Linked DNA regions of Macaca mulatta: region 2 is linked to region 1. The links are chromatin contacts, called in public Hi-C maps. All regions are on one chromosome and are shown on one strand. Each heading gives the region's core, a stretch centred on a gene start, on an enhancer-like site or on the middle of the called end of the contact. The rest is flanking DNA. Distances are from core to core; before and after follow the strand shown. Region 1 holds the start of SH3BP5 (SH3 domain binding protein 5). Region 2 overlaps SH3BP5 (SH3 domain binding protein 5).

What was found. A called contact is a pair of places that touch in the nucleus more often than the background predicts.
Region 2: a Hi-C map of cortical neurons shows a contact between it and region 1, with 2.0 times the contacts expected there. The contact joins the enhancer-like site here to the promoter of SH3BP5 in region 1. A contact is called at or near these places in 5 of 14 Hi-C or Micro-C datasets (CD4 T cells, blood, cortical neurons and 2 more).

Annotation. Positions count from the first base shown.
Region 1 is chr2:33,153,572-33,156,822 of T2T-MMU8v2.0, reverse strand. SH3BP5 (SH3 domain binding protein 5) reads right to left here and starts at 1,774. Exons shown (of 9, transcript XM_015132213.3): 1 at 1,459-1,774. The coding sequence starts at 1,596.
Region 2 is chr2:33,206,464-33,209,626 of T2T-MMU8v2.0, reverse strand. The region is part of intron 3 of SH3BP5 (SH3 domain binding protein 5); the gene reads right to left. Among named protein-coding and RNA genes, the nearest start is that of SH3BP5, 53 kb to the right of the region's middle. Within about 2 kb of position 1,521, at least 14 of the 40 cell types and tissues checked have an H3K27ac peak or open chromatin away from gene starts, as enhancers often do. A contact at or near this core is called in cortical neurons, where this site is marked.

The DNA of each region.
Region 1 (3,251 bases), core at 525-3,024:
CAAATATTCCAGGTATGTGCCTTCAGGTAAATCCCACCTGTTACAAATGGTTTAATGGCCTCATCAAAACAGCACCATCTGCCTTGAGCAAGAACTTTGCTTAGAAAACAATAAAAGACAATAAGCAAGGCCAGGCCAAAAATATAAACCCAGTGAAATCATCAAGGGCAGAATTCTGGTATTAACTCACCAGAATTATTTTTCTGTAAAGGGTGAAAATCTTTTCACACTGCCAATTATTCAACCTACTTAGCTGGATGTTTTAAACTAGCTTTAATCCCATTCATTTCAATAAACATTTACAAACTGACATTTTGTAAAAAGCATCCAACATGAACTTAACTCATCTTTACTATGCAAACAAAGGATCTTGCTAACATAATCCCATACCAATAACACACGATTTATTCCAAACCAATTATTTTAATTAATAGCATTCCTAATGCAAGGTTTTTTTTTTCCACCTGATCTTTATCTTGCTAACCTGACAAAACAATTCATTTAAACCCTAACCACTGAGTTAAGTGAGCTTTTAAATTGATCTGTGCACTAAAAAACCAATTAGGGATCCAGAAATTACAGAGCATGCTTAAAAGCAATTTTTTAAAAATGATTTACTGAAAAGGTAGAATAAAACGGGTCTTAGAAAGGGATCTGCTCTGCTTTTTGCTTCGGGGTGAAGAGGTTAAACTGTCACTCCTAGATCTCGGCTTGGAAATTGTTTTTTAATCATCTCTCTTGGAAATGGAGGCACAGTCAGCCAGCCCAATCCCCTCGCCGCCTCCACGCGTCAGCTTTGCGCATCAGTTGTCCCTGATTTCTGTTCATGCCCAGCCTCACAACAAGGAAAAGCAGGGTTTTAAGCAATTTCAGGCCAGGCGGAACGTTGAGCCGGTGGTGACAGTAAGACGCTCAGTTCTCTAACAATGAATCAGAGAAGGAAAACGGCTCAGGCCGGGCACCTTGGCAGGTGAGGACTCTGCACCCGGGGCACCAGTGCCAGCCCGCGCTGCAGGGGCGGGCAACGCCCACCCGCCTACGGTGCCCGGCGCCCACGCGGGCGACCCCTCCTCGCAGAGCCTGGAGGCCATGCCTTGCCCGCGGTGCCGTGGTGGCCGGGCGGGGGGTACCCCCGAGGATACCATGGCGCCCCCGCCCCCTTTTTCCCTTTGTTGCACATCCGCCCGAACCACCAGGCACTCTGCGGCGACCCCGATCCTGCTAGGGGTCTGCGGGGGGCTCCCCGCAATAGAGTCAGGCCGCATCCACGCGGGCACTGTAGCCTCCTCATTGTGGAGACGATGAAACAGAGCATACAGATCGTCTCCTGCCACCGTATGTGGCCGCCAGTCCCCAGACCACAGTCACTGGGGGCTGCGAAGTGGATGTACGCGTAGACGCCGACCTCCGCAGCAGCCCTCGCGAAGCCCGGATGCGGGGTGACCCCGCGCGCCCTACCTGGATTCGGGGATCCACCTCTTCTTCCTCCTCCAGCCCCTGCTCCATCCCCTTTTCCTCCTCCTCCTCCTCGTCCCGTGCAGGCGGCAGGAGCTCGGCTGGCTCCTCCGAGCGGCTCCGCTTCAGTGCCGCGTCCATGCGGGCAGTCGCCACGCGCGCCGCGCAGTGGGCTCCGGAGCGCCCTGGAGGTAGCGGCCGCCACAGGCTGGGCTGGAGCCGCCTCGCCACAGCCGGGCACGATCAGGGAGCCGCCGGGGCCGACACCCGGGAGGCACAGCTCGCCGATGCGGATCCCTCTGGCCGCGGCGGAGCAGAGGAAATGGGCGCGGCCGCCCCCTTTCTGCCGCGGCAGTCAGCGCAGCGCCCGCTCCGCCCCCGTCCCGCCCCGGCCGCGCGCTCCTCGGCCAGTCCCAGCTACCCAGGTCTCCGTCACAAAACCCCAGCTCCCTCCACATCTCCAAGGTGGCAAATTAGGAGAGCCCCCACCCCCTTGTAACTTAGCAGCCCGGATATATCTCAACTGCGTAACGCAAGCCTCCCGCTTTCGGGAGTCCCCTTCTCCCGCCCTCCTCCGAAGCGCGTTGTGTGTGGTAGGAGGCGTGGGGTGTTTTCACGCTGAAGTCGCCTTCCGAAGCCTGGGCTTAGTGACCCTGGACCTCAGGACCAAGACTTGCCGAAACCCTGTACCCAAAGGCACATTCCTCCCCTTGAGCGAACCTTGGGAATGGCACCTACTCAAAGATTTCCCCAGAAAAGCAAACTAAAATGTGCGCTTATATAGACACAGGAGTGTAGAGAGGAGAGCCAGCTGCAGCTCCGTGCACGGATGCATCGCCGAAGGCTGCGGCCTCTCTGGGCGAGCCCCGTACCAAACACAGAGGTGCGGCGGTCCTACCTGAATAGCCAGGAAGCATGGAGAATGCATTGAGCTGGGATGCCTGTGGGCAGACACAGCCTTTTTAAGGAGGTGGCAAGTGTAACCCCTGTTGATGGGCACACTCTGGCCAAGAATTTATGAATTAGTGAGACTTCCTGCCCACCATCAACAAGTAGGGAGACAGAGTTGGCCTGGCAGACACAGCATCCGAAAAGACCAAACTGAAGAGGCATGTGTGTGCTTTTATGAAATGTCAGGGCCACTGTGATGTCAGGGGAACCCAAAGGATGACCTTGGCAAAGCAGGTGAGCACATAGCTGCTCACATCTCCTTCCTTTGAGAAATGCAGAACGTGCACATGTTCTACACGGAGGCCTGTAGCCCATCTGCTCTGAGTTTGGTGGACAAATTTGCTTGAGAATGGAGCTTCTTTCTGAGAACCTATCATCAAAACCACCTTACAAAACCTGTGTCTGGCACGACATGGTAGCTCATATCTGTAATCCCAGCTCTTTGAGATGCCAGGATACAAGGATCACTTGAGGACAGGAGTTCAAGACCAGCCTGGGCAATACAGCCAGACACCTTCTCAAATAAATAAATAGTCCTGCTTCTGGTGGTTTTATCAAAAAGTAGGCTAGAGGGTTACTCCTAGGGAAAGGCACCACCCCATACACGCTGGCACTATAGTCCACTGTCAAAGGAAAATTGTCCTATTTTCTGGAGGTAGTGCCATGGTTTGTTTCTAAAAAGGTCAGACCTGCTCATTGCTCTTTAAATCAAGGATGAGTCAGCAATTCTGTGAGAGGTGTTTCAAAGTTCCTTGCTAAAGACATAGTTGCTTTTGGTTTTCCAATGATAGACGAAGCCAGGGACAAGATAGCCATAGGGGTCACTTTGGAACACAGGAGCCACC
Region 2 (3,163 bases), core at 272-2,771, 53 kb before region 1:
TACCTCTGAGGATGTCTGGCATATATTTTAATCCAAATTATCCCAGAACAAAGTTTCATTTGAAAACATTTTCTGGGGAGAATTCCATTAAGCCCATTTAGTTCCTTGATTTTTTCACACCCAGGTGCTTCTAATTTTTCAGCTTATTTAGTCAAAATTATTCTCCTGAAGATTGGTTTCTTTCTATTTCAAATAAACAGATTTGATTGAATAAACAGTTTCATCCATATCAAATTTTACTAAATGTAGCTTGTGGCATGGAGTTTTTCATTGTTTCTATCAAAATTTTGCTGAATCAGTTTCTTAAAGATCTAAACATTTGGCTGGGCGTGGTGGCTCATGCCTGTAATCCCAGCACTTTGGGAGGCTGAGGCGGGCAGATCACCTGAGGTCGGGAGTTCAAGAGCAGCTTGGCCCACATGGCGAAACCCCATCTCTACTAAAAATAGAAAAAATTAGCTGGGCCTGGTGGCAGGTGCCTATAATCCCAGCTACTCAGGGGGCTGAGGCAGGAGAATCGTTTGAACCTGGGAGGTGGAGGTTGCAGTGAGCTGAGATCGCACCACTGCACTCCAGCCTAGGCGACAAGAGCAAAACTCTGTCTCAGGGGGAAAAAAAAAAATCTAAAAATTTGTCAAACATAGGGGACATCATTTTTTCTCAGTCCCAAAAGTTACCATGTACATTGAGTCACTATCAGTTTAATCGTGTTATTTCTCCCAACAATGTATATTACAAAGAAAACAAGAAATCCATGGTATGTATCTACCCTTAGAGAGATGAGAAAACCGTGGGCAGTCTTAAGAGAGACAGTGCCTGCAGCCGTACCGTGGACAGACTACAGAGCCCTTTAATATGTCAGAGCAGCAAGAGAGCTTTGCAGGGCTAGAAACATTGAGGTCAAACGGTTTTGTTCTGGCCTGAGCTTAAAGGTGAACTTTAAAAATGTAAAAGCTTCTACTTGCTTCAAAATACAGCAAGGAGTAACAAGGGAGAGCTGGGGGTGGGGAAAAAGATGAAATAGGATTGCCCCAAGGTAGGTAATTGTAGAAGCTCGATGATGAACATCGGAGGTTCCATTACTTTGTTCTCTATTTTGCATATATTTGAAAGTTTTGACCCCAGCTTCCGGCAGGACAGTCCCTACTGCCAACAGTCATCCAGACTAACCAGGGGTGAGTCTGACACAAGCGTTTCAGTTGGGGGCATCAGGGAAGGTTCTTCAAGCACTGAGCCCACCTCTGCTTATCTTCAGTACTAGACACCAGCCTGCAGTTCGCATCCAGACACAGCGTGTTCACACACACCACCCAAAGGGCTTCCCATTGCACTCATGCAGCACGATTCCTCTGCCTTAAGCTGGCACTGTTTATTACCCTACAGAATCTCCCTAATTCATGTAAAAGCTGGCAGGAGGAGGGTCTCAGACCTTCTGTTTTCACAGGGCACTACTTAGCCTGAGTCAGTGTGCCTAGGCTAGTCAGCCGGCTGATGTCTATCGCCCGTCCCCACACTTCCATCCTTTCACAATGAACAAGCAGCTTACAGGGCCTGCCAGCTACACGCAGCAGGCCTCCAGGAACGACACATCCCAAATCAAATCCTTCCTGTTGCTGCAGCAACACCACAGATGCCAGGCTCTTCCTGCCCACCCTAGCCAGAAGGGCGCACCCACATTCCTCCTCATCCTCCTCCCGCTTTCACCTCCTTCACGCTGTAGCAGTGTGCCACCACTGGCTAGAGCACCGGCTGGCCAGGTGTGAGGTAGGGGCCTGAGCCGGGGGGAGACAGCAGTACCCCCGGAAAAAAGCAGAGAAAGGAAAAAAACCCCACAACAGCACCCCAGGGTACCACCACCAAACCTAGACTCCTAACCCACAGAACCAAATAACAGGGTTTTTGTGCTCAGGGAGATGGAGACAATGTAGACCAATTGTTTTATTTTCTAGGAGAAAATGTAACAGTCTCACAAATAAATTGGCCTGCTCAAAGCATGGAGCCTGGATATTCTACCAACCCCAATCCAAGCTGCCCTCCCTGCCAGCCAGCCACACAGCCATCCCCCACATCACACTCTCACACTCTCTCTGTCCCCAAAACACACACACGCAGCATGCCCCGCCTCTTAATTCTTCAAATGTGTGCAAACTCAGAGAGCTCCTTCGTTGCGGTGGGTTTCCCTGAGGTCAGCAGGGCTGTATCTTCCTCCCTGCACGTCCACTCACAATTATCTTCCATCTCTGCCTTTGTCTCCCACCTATACTGTCATTCCCAGGACCCACGAAACACTAGCGTATCTTAGACACACACACACCAATCAGGGAAGTTATTTCATCTTCCACTGGGACGCGCAGTGCAGACCCAGGCCACGAACATGGTCATTGCTTGATATTGTGAGGGAGTGGAGAGCCCTGCTTTACGCCGCAGGGCAGCAGAGAACTGGAATACAGAATGCGGGGAAAGTCCATGTGCTCTGTAATTATGCCTCAGGACATTCCTTTGCAGTGAATGAGTAGCTGCTGGTTTCCAATCACAAGGGCGGAGCATAGGAGTAGAGAGGTGGGTGTATAAAGAACTGGGATGCCAGAAGAGGAAAGAGCACCTCCCTCCCGTAAGCTATAGCTATAGTTAATTTTTGTATTTTTAGTAGAAACAGGGTTTCACCATGTTGGCCAGGCTGGTCAGGAGTGAAACACGGTGCCCCAAAAACAAAACACACACTTTGATGCTGTGCACAAAACTGGCATTGATTTGACCACGACAATTGGACCAGTGACAACGGGGCCACTATGAGGCCGTGGTCTGTGTCAAGAGAACCAGGAAGAACAGAGTATATCCCTGGCACCAATAATAACCATCGTCTCGGGCCTACAACCTTGAACAAGGACCTGAAGGCATCGGATTCCTTTGGCAGAGCTCTGATCCCCCGACTCCTACCTCTCTCCGTCCTCTCCGGTGAAAGAACCAGGTGGTCAGTTGCTCCCTCCCTCAGTCCTGCCTCTACAGGTACACGCTTCTCTGCCTGGGGGTTGCTAGCAGAACACCAGCTCTTCCAGTGACTGCTCCCCAGAGACGGTTCCACCCGCACCTTGTGGACAAACAAGTCCCTTGTAGCTCTCCAATCTTCACACACCGTAATGGCAACAAAAGAAACATTTTGGGC